4 separate regions of the Mus musculus genome follow, and all the other regions are linked to region 2. The links are chromatin contacts, called in public HiChIP or PLAC-seq, Micro-C and promoter capture Hi-C maps. All regions are on one chromosome and are shown on one strand. Each heading gives the region's core, a stretch centred on a gene start, on an enhancer-like site or on the middle of the called end of the contact. The rest is flanking DNA. Distances are from core to core; before and after follow the strand shown. Region 1 holds the start of Ptch2 (patched 2). Region 2 holds the start of Zswim5 (zinc finger SWIM-type containing 5). Region 3 holds the start of Ccdc163 (coiled-coil domain containing 163). Region 4 overlaps Tesk2 (testis-specific kinase 2).

Region 1 (4,626 bases), core at 329-2,828, 220 kb before region 2:
CCTCCCTCTCTTCCATCTGTCCGTCTGTCCCTCTCTCTCTCTCTCTCTCTGACACAGGCTATTGTTAAATTCTTAGACTGAAAGTATTTCTCTTGCCTCAGCCCCTTGAGTAGTTAGAATCACAGTGCTAATCTGAGTTTGCAGGTCAGAGCCGTCTCTCCCTGCCTTCTCTTATACAACACAATACCACTTGGCTTTGTTTTGTTTAGAACTTACCCCCACACACATTTTACTTCCTTTGGCTATTGAAAAATACATCTTGTTCCATTTGTAAACTCTGATGTACAGTTAAAAGAAACCTAGCTATAAACGCTAAATAAGCAGACACATAATCAAAGATGAATATTCCACAAGCTTATTCATAAGAGGCTACCATCTAGAGTTGTCCATTTATGGGTGAGAGAGATAGGTGTGAGACAGTTGATGGTAAAGACTTGCCTAGCTTGCACAATGCCCTGGGCTTCATCCACAGCACTGAGGGAGATTGGGAGAGAGGTAGGCTTTCTGCAACACACCCAGATACACAGGCTCTGAACAGGAGATGGCCCTCTCGATCCTTGACCAAAGCAGCTACGGCCAGCTCCAGTAACTCACCTTCTACCCAGAGCTGTTCTAGGTCTGTCTCAATTACAGCCACTCGGAGACCCAGTGCCAGAGCCCCAAAGGCCACCAGTCCCAGGAAGAGCACTTTGCCGCAGTGTTTCTGGATCCTGCACCCCAGGGAGAAGAGTAGACCTTGGAAGTAAGCTCGAAGCCAGAGAGGAGCCTGCAGGCTCCCAGCTAGGATCTGGGATAGAGAGAGGAGGAGGTCAGCCAGCTGTCAGCACAACAATGGAGGAGCTTTCCCTTTTCTCCCGGTCAAGTCCCAGTTTCCTGACTTCTGGATGCAGGGCAGGAAACAGCTACAGATAAAGGTTTCAAATGTGGAAGATTTAACTCTCTTTCCCTGTGCCTTCTCCATAAGCACACCTGAAAATGCCCATTTTTAGAAGGTTATGAGTCGTGAACACACACACTCGTTGTCAGCTAGGCAAAGAGGTGAACCCACAGACATAACTATTTTCACTGACCAGATAATAGGAAATAAACTAACAAATCACTTGCTGGCTCTCGCTTGTCTTCAAACACAGATCCAGTAACACTAGACTTCTAGCCCTACAGATGTTCAAGCGACGTTTAAGTTACAAACCCAGCCCCTCTACTCACATGAGGTGCGGAGGACCGAGCTGGAGGTGTGTAGCTGGGAGGTAGCTCTCCAAGGGACAGTGGCCGAACCATGCTGGTGAGGATGGGGGGCGCGAGCGCCCCCAACCTGCGTTATCTGAGCGCTGCCATAGGCTAGCTTGGCGCCTTGTGCCGCCCGGCTTCACCTGAGGATTCCTAGCTGCCGTGAACGGCCATACGGTCCTGGGTGAGGCGCGCGTAAAGATGCACAGGAGCAGCCCGCAGCGGCGGTGCGGGGTGGTGGCCCCAAGCCCCGCTGGATCTGTGGGCTGTGGTCCAAAGAGGGCTCCGCGTGTGGGTGGACCCGACTGGCTGCGAAGCACCTCACAGCTAAAGGTGGCGACTGTGGATCTCGGGAAGCACCAGGAGGCTCAGAAAAAAAGGAGCGGGCCGGGGTGACGCCCTCCCATTGGCTAAGGGGGCGGCAAATTACCCGCTGCCTTGCAGCCGGATCCGTTGCTAGGTAACGGCGCCGCAGGGGGCGGGGCAGGAGACCACCCAGGCAGGGCCACCCCTTTGCCTCGCCTCCCGGGCTCCCCAGCCCGCCCGCGGGGCCCTAAGGAGAGGAGAAGGGAGGGTGATCCTGGAGGCGCTAGTCGTTGGCCAAGTGTAAGTCAGGATGTTGAGAAAGGGAGTCTGCTGGTCCCCTTTGGGCCACCCTTTCTTCCCGACCCAGCGCAACCCTAAGGACCTCCTTTCCACTCTTTCCAAGCAGGCCAGACTCAGCTCTAAAATGCAAATCCCACGGCTGCACCAAAGCCCAAAGCCCTGCACCATCCAACTAAAGCTTTTTTTTTTCCTCTAAGTGCCTCACACCCACTCAGTTGCCTTCCAGTCCCGAATTGCCCTCAGTAATTTCCTAAGTTCACATGTTCTTGCCTTTGTACATGTTGGGGCCCCTTTGTCTTGGCAGATAACTTTTAAGCCTGAACTTGAATCAGTCAGCCTAAACTTTTGGAAGCCTTGGCAGATAATTGCTTTTTTCTTTGTGGTTCTTATTAACATTCAGTTTGTGTATTGTATTTTTAAATTTTTATTTTAACTTTTTTTTGTGAGACATGGTCTTAAGTAGTTCAGCTTGGCCTTCAACTCCTTATCCTGGTTGTGTCTGTCAAGTTAAGGGACTATAACAGTCCTGTATTGCCCAGCCTGTCTGATAATTGTATTTGTGATGACATAATTTATGTACAACATTGGGAAACATGTTGCTTTTCCAAGTGACTGTGCTATTTCTGTGCTCCTGACTGTTAAACTCTGATCGGTCATCTGAGGGTAAAAGTCTGACTCCTCATACAGAACATTTGGGAAAGGAGCCGGGCAGTGGCAGGCCCATCTCTTGTGAGTTCCAGGTCTCAGCATGGTCTACATAGAGAATTCTGGAACAGCCAGGGCTACCTAGAAAGATTCTGCCTCAGAAACAAAATACGTTTTTTGGGGGAAAAAAAAGACTTCAATAAATCTGTTGTTCTGATACTGCTATCACATCTGGCTAGCCTCTTGCTCAATTCTTCCAGACTTCTTAATCATTATATCATAAATATTTTATATTACTACACAGTCCTCTCATCAATCATTTGCAGAATGTCCTCAGGACAGATTCCCAGAAATGGGGTTGTTTGGGTCAAAAAGCATGAATATGGTTTTGGCCTTGCTACATACTGCCAAACTTGTGCAAATTAACATCATCAGCTCCAGGGCTTAATCCTAAGGGTTCCCCAGTTGGTTTAAGGGGTGGGCAGTTAAGGAGGAATGAATGTGTCTGTCTACAACACTGCTACTCTGTGGCTAAGAGGCACCTGGGCAGGAATGGAAGCCTTGGGCCTGGAGAGATAGCTCAGCAGTTAAGGCCACCTTTTGTTTTTGCAGAGGACCTGGGTTTGGCTTCCAGCATCCACAAAGGAGAGTTCACAGCTACCTGTAACTCCAGCTCCAGGGGATTCAACACCTGGCCTCTGAGAGCAAGTGTATACACACACACACACACACACACACACACACACACACACACACACACACACACACATGCGTCATATACAGACTCTCCGGCATATACATATAAGTAAAGGTAATATGAAAATGAGAAAGAAAGCCTGTGTACACGGTATTCTCCCGTTTGTAATGGGAGGAAGTGCACCCTGTGTACACGGTATTCTCCTGTCTGTAATGGGAGGAAGTGTACTACAGAGAAAAGTGTACCCTTAGCAAGCCTGGAAATGGAAACAGCTCTGAAGTGGGCTCTCTAGACTCCTGTAGCAATCTTGGGGCTATAAAGGCAGGGAATTGCCTAGAATAAGCGCTGCACGGCATTATAACGCCAGGACAAAATTGACATTTCTTTTTTTTTTTTAATTTTTTTTAAGATTTATTTATTATTATATGTAAGTACACTGTAGCTGTCTTCAGACACACCAGAAGAGGGAGTCAGATTTTCTTACGGATGGTTGTGAGCCACCATGTGGTTGCTGGGATTTGAACTCTGGACCTTCGGAAGAGCAGTCGGGTGCTCTTACCCACTGAGCCATCTCACCAGCCCAAAATTGACATTTCTTGAGCTCTTTCTTCTTTCCAGATTCTCATGGAGACACAGGTGTGTCATCATTTCAGCCTGGATTCTGCTTCCATTTCCAGCTCAACTGACTGCTGCCATCAATTACCAATTGTGGCAAAGTCCTAGACTTTTTTTTTTTTTAAAGATTTATTTATTATTATATCTAAGTACACTGTAGCTGTCTTCAGATACACCAGAAGAGTGCATCAGATCTCATTACAATGGTTGTGAGCCACCATGTGGTTGCTGGGATTTGAACTCAGGACCTTTGGAAGAGCAGTCGGTGCTCTTAACCACTGAGCCATCTCTCCAGCCCCTCTAGTCTTTTTTTTTTTTTTTTAAAGATGATTATATGCAGTTGAGTTGTGCCTCAGACTCCCATGTCTTGAGATTATAGGCATGCATCATTACACTTGGCTTGGATTTTTCTTCCTTCTTTCTTTCTCTCTCTCTCTCTCTCTCTCTTTCTTTCTTTCTTTCTTTCTTTCTTTCTTTCTTCCTTCCTTCCTTCCTTTCTTTCTTTCTTTCTTTCTTTCTTCCCTTTCTCTCTCTTTCTCTCTCTCTCTTTCTCTCTCTTTCTTTCTTTCTTCTCTTTCTTTCTTTCTTTCTTTCTTTCTCTCTTTCTCTCTTTCTCTCTTTCTCTCTTTCTCTCTCTTTCTTTCTTTCTTTCTTTCTTTCTTTCTTTCTTTCTTTCTTTCTTTCTTTCTTTCTTTCTTTCAAGAGTAGTTTCTTTGTGTAGTCAGTCCTGGGACTAGCTCTGTAGACCAGGCTGGCTTTGAACTCACAAAGATGTATTTGCCTCTTGAGTGCTGGGATTAAAGACAGGCGCCACCACTATCTACTTGGCTTGGCCT
Region 2 (4,392 bases), core at 187-2,686:
AAACAAAAAGATAAAACAAAAGCGAATACGAGGACGCGTTAAATGAAAGCATTTGAAACATCCAACGTGACTGGCTTTTGATTTACCCCAGTCTGACAAGGAAGGCAGACCCCGCCCCCACTCCAGATTGTGTAGCTTTTTTCCCCCTTTCCCATGGATGGGGGTGTAGAAAAGAGAAGCTGTCACATTTCCATCTTCCGTTATTGTTAATCTGCAGCCTAGATTCCCAGGCATCACTGGTCGGGGGGAGGGATATTAAAACAGACAATTTAAATTGTCTAAAATGCACAGTATTCTGTTGCTTTTTCCGATGTGAAAGTTAATTACACTCAGATTCAATCTGCTATAACTACAGATTGACTGTGACAGCCTGTCCCTCAAACATTCCCTCTAAAACCTATTGCTCCCTTTCCCTCCTTTCCCTCTAAACTTAAATCAGTAAAACGCGTTTCGAAAAGGGCACATCACACGGTTATTCCTTTAGTATGAGAGTATAGGGGGGAGAGAGAGAGAGAGAGAGAGAGAGAGAGAGAGAGAGAGAGAGAGAGAGAGAGACCTACTCGCTCTTCAAACAAAAAGAAAAAGAAATAGGGCAGCCGGTAGGGGAAAGAGCAGTAGTGGACCTGAAGGAAACCTTGGGAAAAGTTTTTTATGCCACTTTTTTGTCCTTGGCGGGGATGCCGGAGTTGGGCAGAAAGCCTGGGTTTTGACCCAGGGCTTGGGAAGGCACCTGCAGAAGAGGCAGGGGGCCGAGAGGGGCCGGGCAGCACCTACCGACTTGAAGCACGTTCTCCACGGAGCCGCTGTCCAGCAGACGGATGCCCCGGCGGAACGGCAGCCCCTCGCCGCCGCCGCAGCCGCCGCTCGCCGTTCCAGTCCCAGCGCCCAGCCCGGGGGACGAGCCCGCCCCGGCGGCCCCGGGGGCGGAGCCGGCCGGAGCGGCGGCCCCGGGGGGTGGCGGCGGCCCCTCCTCGACCGGCGAAGCCCCCGCCGCGCCGGCAGCCGCGCCGGCTCCCGGGCCGCCCCGGTACTGGAAGCTGGAGTACATGCAGATCTCCCGCTCATTCCGCGGGAAGGACCAGTAGACGATGCGGCGCTGCACCGGCTCCGGGATCCGCTCGAAGCGCTCCTCCACCCGCTCGTACGCCCACTTTTCCGCCACCGTCTTGGCGGCGCAGTCCAGCAAGGACTCCGGCTGCAGGTGGGGGCGGGCCCCGGGGGCCAGGCAGCCGCCGCCGCCGCCCCCCGCCCCTCCGCCGGCTGCCCCGGGAGTCCCGCGGGGGTGGTGAGCTTGCGGGCTGGGCCAAGAGCACAGCCTCTTGGCCGGAGAGATCGGCGGCGGCGAAAGCAGCTCCTCTCGCTCACCTCCTTCCGCCATTGCTGGGGACTGACTGACTGACTGATTGAGGCGGAGGCGGCTGCTCGGGCTGCGGCGGAGACCCCAGCCACGGCCACGCGCCCCGCGCAAGCGCCCAGCGGCGGCGCTGTGGGGAGGGGGCGGGGCGAACGAACCCACGAGCCCGCCGGCCCGAGTGGGAAGCCGGGGCGCCGGTCCCGTGCTCGCGCCGCTCGGGCCGGCGCTGGTTGGCCTGAGGACCAGCGCGAGGCGACGCGCGCCGTCCGGGGCCGCCGCGGGCGCGAGGAGACGCGGGGGCGAGCACAGACTGCGGGCGCGCTCCGGGCGCAGCCAGCCCGGAACACAATCCGAGCGCTCGTGCGGGGCCGCGGGCCGCCAAGGACGAGGAGCGCCCGGCACCAGGTGCCTCCGGCGCACCTGCGGGCGGGCGAGGATGGCCGCGTGGCCAAATGAAAAGACCCGGCCGCCAGCTGTCGCCATGAAGTAACAGGCTTGAGGGGCATGAGGAGAGGAAACAACTCCAGTGAGGCTCCTGCAGCAGACAGAACGGACAAGCGACTGTCGCAACCCAAGGGGCACCAACCAAGCAGAAAGATGCTAAGAAGGAAGCCACCGGGTGGGAGTAGAGGGTAGAATCAAAAAGTTCGCGGGATGAAAACTCTCCCCGTGTCACAATATAGGACAGCATCGGCGTCCCCGCCGGCTCAGAAACTGGCTAAGTCCATCAGCCAGTCCGAACAATGGGGCGCCAGGACCTCACTGCTGAGGCAGCAGCACCCTCGTGGGGTTCTTTGAGGGGTTTAGCACCTTGCATCCTACAGGGGGCGGGGGGGGGGGGAGGAACCAACACTTTTGTGTAGTTTCTGATAGAATTCTCTGATCCCTTACCTCGGGTTTAAATTAGGATTTTCATGTTTTTCTTGTCCGTCTTCTATTCATTCCCCTGAATTTACCTAAAATTTAATGCGTCTTTTGTTATTTGATGTCTAACTGCCTAACTCCATAACAATGAAGGTCATGTCCATTTTCTTCACTGTGGTGTCCCCTCACCCAGGTACATTAGTGGGTACTCACGAGTGACAACTTCAACAGTAACTTCTTCATAAACACGGAGTTGTGACATAATCACTACAACTTTTAAAAAGTTCCAGGAACTGTATTAGAAAACATCCTATAGCTGAGTTCAGCTAGAGAGAGTAGTACAAAGAACGAATAAGAGAAGGTAGACTGCAGCCAAATTAGTTTGGTTTTGCAGTAATCTCTGAAGAAAAGAGCTCCGGCTATAACCTAGATGTGAATCGCTCTTAATGGTCGTGTGGTGCTAATCACGACTCATGATTTGTAAAAGGAAGCTGACAACAATATCTGTGCATATAGCATGTAAGAATTAAATATGTGGTCAATTGCTTCTTTCATAAACATTTTCAAAAATAATATTTCAGAAATAATATGATATTATTTCTGCAAGTATAATTGAATTATTATGAAGTATCAGTCTCTGCTTAAATGAATCTTAAATGAATCACCTACCACAGTCATGGGCTTTCATAATGCCCATTCTTTTCAGAATTGTGTGTGTGTGTGCGTGCACACGCACAAGTACGCCTGTGTGTGTCTTCTTTAATGTCAGTCTCCTTGACTCCACTAATAGATTTGTAAAGACAGAAATCATTTCTAAGTAAGGGATGATTATCACCTGCCATAATTCTTAAAAAATGAAAGTTGCTTGAAGAATATTGAATTTTTAAAATAGAAAGGAAAATGATGATAGACAATAGGGAAGAAAAGAACATTTGATTTTGAATCAGCCAGTGTGTTACTTTGATTTAATCAGTTGTTGACAAGCATGATTAAAAGACCATGAGACAGGAACAAAAACTGTTACTTAAACATAGTAACAGTAAAGTTTGAATTAAGCAAAAAATTTTGAGGACACTACAAAGTAAAAGAATAGCATATCTGAGCCTGTGTTCCTGGTGGTGAGGACCCGGGTGACCAACAGCTTGTTGAGCAACATGCCTAAGGTTTTGTTTTTTGGTTTTTGTTTTGTTTTGTTTTTGTGACTACTGTGGTACGTGTCTTTTTTTTTTTTTCCTTCAATTTTTTATTAGATATTTTCTTCATTTGCATTTCAAATGCTATCCTGAAAGTCCCCTATACCCTCCCCCTGCCCCTGTCCTGCTCCCCTACCCACCCACTCCCACTTCTTGGCCCTGGCTTTCCCTTGTACTGGGGTATATAAAGTTTGCAAGACCAAGGGGCCTCTCTTCCCAATGATGGCCTACATATGCAGCTAGAGACACAAGCTCTGGGGGTACTGGTTAGTTCATATTGTTGTTCCACCTATAGGGTTGCAGACCCCTTCAGCTCCTTGGGTGCTTTCTCTAGCTCCTCCATTGGGGGCCCTGTATTCCATCTTATAGATGACTGTGAGCATCCATGTGGTAGTGTTTTACCCGAGATTCTCTGACTGTGAGGAAGACACACTGCAGTGGTCAGAGACACAAAGAGAATGTGAAAGACTTACCAGAAACGGATGGAAGAACAGGCCCAGAGCCTGAATGACAAAACAACAGCTGCATTTCAACAAGGAAAGATCCCTCCTGCTCTGTTTTCTGCTCCTCTGCCTGCAGGGGCCATGATCCCACCTCCCCCCAGTCTCCGGGGTCCTCCCTGGCCTGGCATGAAGCCTGCACCCCACATGGGAGGCCCTCCCATGATGCCAATGATGGGTCCCCCTCCTCCTGGTATGATGCTTGTGGGACCAGCTCCTGGGATGAGACCACCCATGGGAGGCCACATGCCCATGATGCTTGGGCCTCCAATGATGAGACCTCCCGCCCACCCTATGATGGTGCCCACACGGCCTGGCATGACCTGGCCAGACAGATAAGAGCAGAAGCGCTCTTGATCGTTTTGTATTCTTGTTCTGTTTCACCAAGAGATCTTGGTGATGAGCCTGAGTGTTTACTAAATGAATGACAAGGAAACTTCACTTCCTAACAGAGAGGATATTTTTTTCAGGGAGAAGTGGT
Region 3 (4,346 bases), core at 974-3,473, 170 kb after region 2:
TCTGAAAAAAGATCTTTTTAACCCTGGATGGCCTATAGCTCAATATGTAGAGCAGGCTAGTCTCAAACTCATAGAGACCGGCCATCTCTGCCTTCTGAGCACGAGAACTAAAACTGTGTGACACCAAGAAGCACATTTTTTAAAAAATAGTATAGAATAGAGTTTATTCAGGGCACAGAAGGGGAGTTGGAAAGGGGGAGAGGGAGAGAGAGAGAGAACAGAGAAAGAGGAGAGGAGAGGCCTGCCAGAAACATGTGGAGAGAAAGGGGTAAGGGGAAGAAGAAGAGGAGGAGAAGGAGTAGAGGAAGAGTGAAGCACATTTTTAAAAAATTTTTATTTATTATATATACAACATGTATGCCTGCAGGCCAGAAGAGGTCATCAGATGTGGGCCAACCCGTGGTTGCTGGGAATTGAACTCAGAACCTCTTGAAGAGCAGTCAGTGCTCTTAACCTCTAAGCCATTTCTCCAGCCCCCAAGAAGCACATCTTAAACAAACAACCAAAAGGGTGAAGCCTTGCCCATCACTTACTCACTCTGCAGCTCTTGGTGAAAGCCACTGGCAGGACCCAACTTTCCTGGTCTTGCTTTCATTTGGTTTTGGACTAGCTCTTGAACCTGACTCCGAAGGCCCTGCAGTTCCTTTTTCAGCCCTTCCAGGCATTGCTCCAGAAGGGCTCTCCCTTTGGGGCCCTCCTGCAGCAGTTTTAGTGATGCTGTAGAGGGGAAAGTAAGGTCAGTGGCTCTAAGAGACTCACATGAGAGCAAATGACACATAGGTAAAGCTGTGTAGGGCTGGAGGGAGAGAAGCTCACCCATTCACTAAAAGGCTAAGCCCCACAACCGAAAGCTGTATGTACATCAGCGGTAGAGCACAGATCATTAGCATGTGCAAAACTCGAAAGCTGTATGTACATCAGTGGTAGAGCACAGATCATTAGCATGTGCAAAACTCTTGGTTTCCATTTTAAAACTCTGTGTGCCATACATAGAAAAGAATTGGCCCAATACCTTCTAGAGCACTGATCTTGAACATATGTTGCTCCCGATCCTTCAACAGGCTCTGTACAGAATGCTTCAGCGCCTCAGTCACCTACCCAAGCAGAGAAAACCCAGACATTCCTTTCTAAGTCATTGTCCCAACTCCTAATATTCTCGTCTCACATTATCACCACGTACATACCCCTAATACCTCACCTGAGCCTGAGCCTGAAGCTGGGATCGGAGTTTAGTAACTTCATCCCAGAGAGAGGAGCTGTGGGCTTCAGTACAGCTCAGTCTCTCTCCAAGAGTGGGAGTCTTTAGAGCCCAAGGCTGTTGAGCTTGGGCCTCTGGCTGAGGAGGTAAGCGATGAGAAGTCCAGGTGTCAGCCAGGTCCCCTATTGTGGGAATAGGGAAGGGACAAGAGCAGGGTCTGTCTGTGTAGGAAATCAGAGGACAGGAAGTAGCTGGGATTTGTACAGAACTGTGAGCTGTACAGGCAGGCACTGAAAGAAAGGAGGCTCTGAGAAGACAAAGGGCTGGGAGAAAAGACAATACTTACCTGTAGAGGAAACTCGAAAGGGATACAAACTCTGCTACAAAAAAAAAAAAAAAAAAAAAAAAAAAAAAAACCAGCAAACAGTTCAACAAGCCAGTGAGCTCTCAGTGCCCTTTACTAAGCCCTAGCCTAGCCTCCCAATGGGAGGGGTTAGATGGGGATCCCAGAGGTCCCCCTCTTACCTTAATCCGGGCCATATTTTCATCAGTTGAACTGAGAACCGCATGAAGCTGATCAGACCAGCTAGGGCTCCTGTTCATCCTGGAGCACTTGAAATTGCGTCTCTAACTTTCCCTGTTCTTGCTCTTCCACACTCAGATACCCGCGGGCCAGCCCAGGACAAGCCACAGAGTTAGATGGAAATAAGGAAAGTGGGAATATATTAGGGCTACAGAAACAGTGCGATAGCAATACTGTGAATCTAGAACTACGGAACAGAGTACTTTGAAAAGTGGGGGGTCGGGGAGGGGGGAAGAAAACAGAATAATATCGAGAGGGTAGAATGAACCGAATTTTGGTTGAGACCTCCACAAATCAAGGACGCTATCACCACTGAGACAAGTGACAAGTGCCGCTCAAGAGTTCAAACTCTGGTAGGCGGAGAATGAGATTTTAAGTACCGGTGCCGCAGCGCCACCCGGGAAACTGAGTCCGCTTCTTGCGGAGACCACAGGCAATAGAGGGCGGAAATACGTTTCCCTGGAAATACGTGCCCTGTGCGTTCACACTCACACCTCCCGTGAAGCTCGTCGGGACACGGAGTCTTCCAGACTCGGTTATGTTTGGGCTACAAGGACAAAAGTAACTACGTGTACCAAGATGCACCGTGCAGAGTCAGTTGAGTCCGTTACTATTCCTTTACTTCTTGGGAAATGTAGTCCAGCCCTGATGGACGCATACAAGCCTAAGTTAGCTATGAGACTCCATTTCCCAGCAAGCTCAGCGTTCAGCGTGCGTTATGGAGCCGCGAGTCGCAGAGCTGAAGCAGAAGATTGAGGACACCTTGTGTCCTTTTGGCTTCGAAGTTTATCCCTTCCAGGTTGGTTTGTCTTCCCTGTGGTCCTAGGGTGAGCTCTAGGATTGGCCTTGGTGCCAAAAGTGTGAAGGCCGGTGAGCCCTTCTGATCCTCTCAACCTACTGCAGCCATCTGATGACCAGGTCGTGTTGTAAAATGGGGCTTGATTAAAAAACGTAGAGAAACACATGTTTGCCCTTTTATGTCTTTATGATGTCAAACAAATGAATGGGATACAGCCCAAGATCCCCTAACCTGTCATCATTATAATTTACCAGAAAACGGTCTCCCGGTGTGGGCGGGATCATCAGATTCTTCCAAAGGAATTAGAAGAGGTCAAAACTTGGAAGGTTGGTGTGACAGTGTACTCGATCAGATGAAGAGAGAAGAGTATTCCTAATGTTGAACAAGAGACAATTGGCTAGTTTGTTCGGCCAGCCAACAGAAGGCTAATTCATGGTGTTGCTTGCCATCAATACGGGACTGAGCATAGAAATTCCTCACGCTCGCCTGGTACAGAAGTCTCTGTAACCACAGTCCCTCTCCACCCCACCCAGCCCCGCCCTATTCCACACTTTCCTCCCACAGTGCTGAGTGAACAAAATTATGTTTAAGACACAAACTAAAATCCGCCTGTGTCCTTTGGCCTATCTTAAGATTCCTAGGCCATTGAGCTTTCCAGGGGAAGACTTGTAAGAAGATACTATTGAGAAGTTAAGTCTAGTTTGAAAGCCATGCTTGAGGTCTTGGGTTCAATTCCTAGTAATGAGGCAAAAACAAAATTGAAAGCTGAGGCTATAAAACTAAGTGAGATGTATATCTATCTATCCATCTATCAGAAATTTATCTGATAGGTGGATGGCTAGCTAGCTAGAGTGCTGGCTTAGCATTTGCAAATCTCAGTCACCAGCACAAAAACAGAGAAATGTATATGAAAAGATGGATTGAAAGGAGAGGAGAATTATGTACATTCTAGAGTCAGATTGGGACTGGAAAGAGAGCTCAGCAGTTAAGAGCACTGACTGCTCTTCCAGAGATTCTGAGTTCAAATCCCAGCATCCACATGGTGGCTCACAACCATCTGTAATGGGATCTGATGCCCTCTTCTGGTGTGTCTGAAGACAGCTACAGTGTACTCACATACATAAAATAAGTAACTAAATCTTTTTTTAAAAGTCAGAATTTGGAGGCAGTGATGGAAGGTAGTGATGGAAGGCAGATATGGGAAAGAATAGAAGTGCCTATGTGAATGTGAGGCATGGTGGCTGAAGCCTTTGACCCCAGCACTCAGGAGGCCGAGTCTTCCAGACCAGCCTGATATACATAGCAAGCTCCAGGTCAGCCAGAGCTATAGTGAGACCCCATCTTATTTTAAACTTGTGTGTGTCTAGTCTGGATAATAGGAACTATTATACTGAGCAGAGTTAGCCCCGCCTGTCTCCTAAGGTCTTGCTACTCACCTTTCCAGTCCTATATCCAACAGCCACCATGAATATCACCTGAATCTTCCAAACACAGGTTGTTGTTTTTAGCCCACCAACCTATCCTATATCCCAGAACACTTCTCACATATGAATTATTATAATCTCCTTGCTGCCATCTTGGCTCCAATCCATTCTCTACAGCGCAACCAGATCTTAGTAATGCAATTATTGGTCACTTTATTCTTTTAAGGGTTAAATGACTCCTCATCTTCACCAAGTTGGTGCCATAGTTTTTAAGTTGATATGTAAGGCCAGGCCCAACCTCTCTCCTACTAATCTCTCAAGCCTTCCCCTAGTGCATTTCCT
Region 4 (4,569 bases), core at 150-2,649, 150 kb after region 2:
CAAGGAAGGAAAAAGAAGAATTCTTGTAAAACATATCACAAACCTTTATTTAACTTTTTATAGAGAGTCTAAGAAATCAGAACGATAGGGATCCCTGACTCAACAGAAAAGTTATGACTTGAACATAAAAGATGCTTCATCTCAGCATAATTAAAAGAACTGAACCTCTCCGAGTTTATCTATCACTTCTTTCTATCTATCACATTGGCAATAATCCAAGATTGATAACAGCAGGCATAATAGTAACAGTACTGATCCTCCAGTCATAATGCTTACAGGTAGAGCTGCAGCTCGGCGGCCATGGATCAGATAGTACCAGTGCCCACCTCAAAGGGCTTTTGCTAAGATTAAATGAGATGACACACGTAAACTCCTAGAATGGTATTTACTGTACAGAACACTGTCTAAGCATTCACTATGACACAGGCAATGTAGATGGGAAATACCGGAGGAAACAAACTGAGCAGTTCCTCGTAATAAATGCACATCAACTTTAAAATTCTGCTTTTGTAAATTTACCCCTCAAATCCCCTTGCACACATGTCAAAGTGACACGCTCAGGGTCTACACTACAGCACTGCTTAGCAAGGCTAAAGGAATGCGCAGAGTAGGCAACAAGTTTTAATACACAGATTCAAAAGCTTTTCGGTGTTTCTTTAAACATTTTTTTTTCTATTACATTTTATTTATCTGTGTGTAGAGAGGCCGGAGGACAACCTATGGGAATCTGTTCTCTCTCTCCTTCCAAGTGGGTCCCAGAGACCAAGTGTGAGAGACTCTTGTGGCGAGAACATCTACCCACAGAGCCATGTGACCAGCCCATTTTGTTGTTGCCTTTGTCTTGGGTTTTTTGTTTTGTTTTGTTTTGTTTTTTGGTTTGTTGTTGTTGTTGTTGTTGTTGTCGTTTTTCAAGACAGGGTTTCTCTGTGTAGTCCTGGCTGCCCTGGAACTCACTCTGTACACCAGGCTGGCCTCGAACTCAGAAATCCGCCTGCCTCTGCCTCCCAAGAGCTGGGTTTAAAGGCATGTGCCACCACTGCCCAGCTTGTCTTGGTTTTTAAAACAGGGTTTCATGTAGCCTACATTGGCCTCCCTTTTGCTGTGTGTAGTCTTCTCCCATCAGGTACTGTGATAGCCCCAAATGGTAACACACACACACACCAGCCTATGGAAAATCTTTGTTAAATTCTGAATAGTCCTAGGCCAAGCAGAGAAGGCTTGTGGGACCAGTTCAGCAGGGACCAGGACTGATATTTGTGGAGGCCTGCTCTATTCCACAAAGAAGCACAGATGGCTTCCTCCGTCCTGAATTTATCCTCCTCCATTCAAAGCCTGGATTCAGACAACAGCTTATTAGGTGTCTTCAGATTTCCCTGCGAGCCCAGAGGTGATCTCCTGGTTCTCCAACATCCATTCTGCACAACTTAACTCAGCCAATAATCTATGACCCTGAGGCAGGGTGACATAGCACACAGACAAACCCCAAAGCTCTATGAAGACATCTCGGGGTCGAAAGAAGTTTTTCGGGGGAGGGAGGGGTATTTGTTTTGTTTTTGAGATAGGTTTTTTTTCTTTATGTAGTCCTGGCTATTCCTGAGCTTGATATGTAGACCAGGCTAGACTTCACAGAGATCTACTTCATTCTGCCTCCTGAGTACCAGGAATGCCAGAATGCACGACCACACCCATCTACACCCAAAAGAATTCCCTAGGAGAAAAAGTAGGAATGTCCCTGGAGACAAAAGAGGAAGCCCTCGAAGTACTAATCAGAAAAGCTCTCCAGGATACACTAAAATGAAAGACACACCCAGTGAGTAGAGCCCAGAACTGTGAGAAACCATCAGCTTTTTAAGGGGGAAAAAAAAAACATTATATATATTCATGTTTGGAAGCATTTACCTAAACAAAGTCTAAAAGAATGCAAAGACAGCTGGGTTGTGGTGGTCTGTCCTGTATGCCAGGAAGTCAGAAGTTGAAGGTTGTCCTCAAAATCCCTTCTTCAAAAATAAAAATGGGGGTGAGGTGAGGGCCTGCTAGCAAGGGCAGCTGAGCATTCAGCTTCAGTTCCGAGCACCCAAAGAGTTTTTAAAAAATGGTTGGGAGGCGTGAAGGGAACAGGGCACTGGGTAGACACAGCAGTCATGAGACCATGACTGTTTATACAAAATATATAAATATTTAAAATCATGTTATATGTAAACAGTTTGATATTTAACCACTTGAATACATTGTATTTCCAAGTAATATATATATTAAGGAAGAGTGTGGAAAGTTCCCAAGCATGGAACTAATTCTAACAGAGAAATACACTATTTGGGTATTTTTGAGACAGACTCTGGCTGTGTGGAACAAGATGCTACTAACCCAAAGCACACGATGCCTCTCGCTTCAGTCTCCTGAACGTTAGGACCACAGGAGTGCCCCACAGCACCCAGCTTTAAATATAACATTGAAAACAAAACAAAATACTAACGCTTACAGAAGATAAGCATTTTACCTATAACCATATAGTTAATAACACAATCTCAGTTTTGATTTACCATGAAGATTTCCAATATTTTCCTCTTTTCACGTTGCCTTTATAAAATCAGAGGGCCAGAAAAATGGGTAAGAGTACCTGCTGCCACACTTGATGACCTGAGTTCAATTCCCAAGATCCACATGATGGGAGGTCAGAATCAAGTTCTCCAAGTTGTTCTCTACACACACACACACAGACACACACACATACAAATAGTAAAATAAATAAATAAATAAAATGTCAAGAATGGATAGTTGACACATTACAAATATGTTAACAACCAGCCCTCTGACCACTCAGCAAAAATAACCCTACTGAGACCACACTGAAGTCATGTTCATTTGATGACTCAGAAAATAGCATAATACCCATTGTTGGGCCAAAACATTCACCATCACCCACATGAACAATGTACTAATTAGGCTCCAGTTACCAGAAAGAGAAAAAAACTCGCATAAAAGTCCTTATCCAAGATTTCAAACTCTAATAAAACATTCAGTGTATGATATTAACAATGTATTTATAACCACTTTAATATAGGGGGAAGAACAGTTTTAAAAATGAGCCCCTTTCTACTCTAAATAAGCCAGGGAACAATTTTCTTCTTATAATTAACTGTAAGTAGAAAGCGCCACTGCAGTGCCTGAGAGAGCAGGTTATTAGCTTCCCGGCATGTACATGTCTAAACCAGAATTAAGACCTTCATATGCCAAACCACACAGGACAGGGTTTGAGGAACCATCCCAAACATTTATCTCTATAAAAGAATAACGTATCATGCATTGAAATCACCCAGATGTCTGAGAACCTCACTGTTTAGACACAATCTGTACCATTGATCACTAGTTTCTAACATGTGAGTCCCTCCTTGTTGATGATAGGCCCCATCTATAATATCTCCTGTGTTCCATCTCCTGCCATCATATTGGGTAGTTATTACATCTATACAGATGACATAGTCAACACAGCCCTTAACGCTGCTGAACTATTGTAATGACCTATATAGCTCCACTTCCCTTCAACAGTACTGAGACAGTTACACCTTTTTTTCTTCCTCAGCCTTGGAAAGAACTCTGAATTTTTCCAATCATGTATTCTTACAAAACCCACTCTTCAATCACAATTCTGCTTATCTCCTCATTCTCCATCTTACTAGCTTTCTTAAAGATTTTTTAAAATTTTTTATTTTGTATGCATGAGTGTCTTATCTATATGTCTGTGTGTTATATGCATGCATCGCCTAAGGAAGCCTGAACAGGTGTTGCCTCCCCCAGAACTGGAGTTACACACAGTTGCATATAGTCACTGGGAACTGAATCTGTGTCCCCTGGGAGAAAGACCAATGCTCTTAAAAGCTAAGCCACCTCTTCAACCCCAGATTTTACTTCTTATAACTTCTAATTCAGACTGTGCAGTTAATCATAGGCCCACAGTATCATTCGCAGTCTGAAAAGTGGCTCCCATTTTATATTTCTGCTTTGCAAATTCCAGTTCTGGGTCAACCCAATCTTTTGGGGTTTGCTTTATTTTGGTTTTTGTCTGCCTGTTTGTAGGGTGTTGAGGAAAATGTAAAATCTGATGGTGGCACAACCTTTTAATTCTAGCAGAGGCGGGTGGATCTGAATAGAAGAAGAAGGAAAGGAAGGAAGAAAGGAAAGGAAAGAGAGAGAGGAAGGAAGGAAGGAAGGAAGGATCCTTACCCTTGGTGGTAGAGATGGCTCAGTGGTTTAAAGCACTTGTTACTCTTCTAGAGAACCCAGGTTCGAGTCCTAACACCCACGTGGCAGCCACAACAATCATCACTCCAGTTCCAAGGGTCTGACACCCTTTTCTGATCTCTGAGGGCACCTTCACACATGTGCACAAACATACACACAGGCACACACTTACACACCATACAGCATGATCCACATAGTGAGTTCCAAATCAGTCAGGGCTACACTGCGAGATTCTGTCTGAAACCAAACCAACAGAAGAAGCACTCATCACATAAAATAAAAATAAACCTAAAAACAACAAACCCTTGCTATTTCCCACTGATGATTCCC

Evidence for each region. Hi-C and Micro-C count contacts between places; a contact is called where the count stands out from the background. HiChIP or PLAC-seq counts read pairs in DNA pulled down with a chosen protein or histone mark. Capture Hi-C pulls out chosen DNA fragments and counts their contacts.
Region 1: an H3K4me3 HiChIP or PLAC-seq map of embryonic stem cells shows a contact between it and region 2, with 11 read pairs. The contact joins the promoter of Ptch2 here to the promoter of Zswim5 in region 2. A contact is called at or near these places in 1 of 39 promoter capture datasets (liver), 1 of 484 Hi-C or Micro-C datasets (embryonic stem cells), 1 of 115 datasets of contacts at active chromatin or transcription factors (embryonic stem cells) and 3 of 9 other capture datasets (adipose tissue, liver and pancreatic islet).
Region 3: a promoter capture Hi-C map of liver shows a contact between it and region 2. The contact joins the promoter of Ccdc163 here to the promoter of Zswim5 in region 2. A contact is called at or near these places in 1 of 39 promoter capture datasets (macrophages), 1 of 484 Hi-C or Micro-C datasets (embryonic stem cells), 1 of 115 datasets of contacts at active chromatin or transcription factors (embryonic stem cells) and 1 of 9 other capture datasets (liver).
Region 4: a Micro-C map of embryonic stem cells shows a contact between it and region 2, with 3 times the contacts expected there. The contact joins the enhancer-like site here to the promoter of Zswim5 in region 2. A contact is called at or near these places in 4 of 484 Hi-C or Micro-C datasets (LSK cells, embryonic stem cells and rod photoreceptor), 1 of 115 datasets of contacts at active chromatin or transcription factors (embryonic stem cells) and 1 of 9 other capture datasets (liver).

Annotation. Positions count from the first base shown.
Region 1 is chr4:117,093,008-117,097,633 of GRCm38.p6, reverse strand. Ptch2 (patched 2) reads right to left here and starts at 1,578. Exons shown (of 22, transcript NM_008958.3): 1 at 1,207-1,578; 2 at 595-787. The coding sequence starts at 1,278. RefSeq lists enhancers at 1,423-1,922, 1,485-1,943, 784-2,482.
Region 2 is chr4:116,874,446-116,878,837 of GRCm38.p6, reverse strand. It overlaps Zswim5 (zinc finger SWIM-type containing 5), which reads right to left and starts at 1,436. Exons shown (of 14, transcript NM_001029912.2): 1 at 775-1,436. The coding sequence starts at 1,378.
Region 3 is chr4:116,706,472-116,710,817 of GRCm38.p6, reverse strand. Ccdc163 (coiled-coil domain containing 163) reads right to left here and starts at 2,223. Exons shown (of 10, transcript NM_026714.3): 1 at 1,724-2,223; 2 at 1,545-1,578; 3 at 1,199-1,380; 4 at 1,013-1,094; 5 at 534-717. The coding sequence starts at 1,801. It overlaps Mmachc (methylmalonic aciduria cblC type, with homocystinuria), which reads left to right and starts at 2,433. Exons shown (of 4, transcript NM_025962.3): 1 at 2,433-2,580. The coding sequence starts at 2,500.
Region 4 is chr4:116,722,756-116,727,324 of GRCm38.p6, reverse strand. All of the region lies in intron 1 of Tesk2 (testis-specific kinase 2), which reads right to left. Among named protein-coding and RNA genes, the nearest start is that of Tesk2, 4.1 kb to the right of the region's middle. Within about 2 kb of position 1,399, at least 16 of the 459 cell types and tissues checked have an H3K27ac peak or open chromatin away from gene starts, as enhancers often do. A contact at or near this core is called in embryonic stem cells, where this site is marked.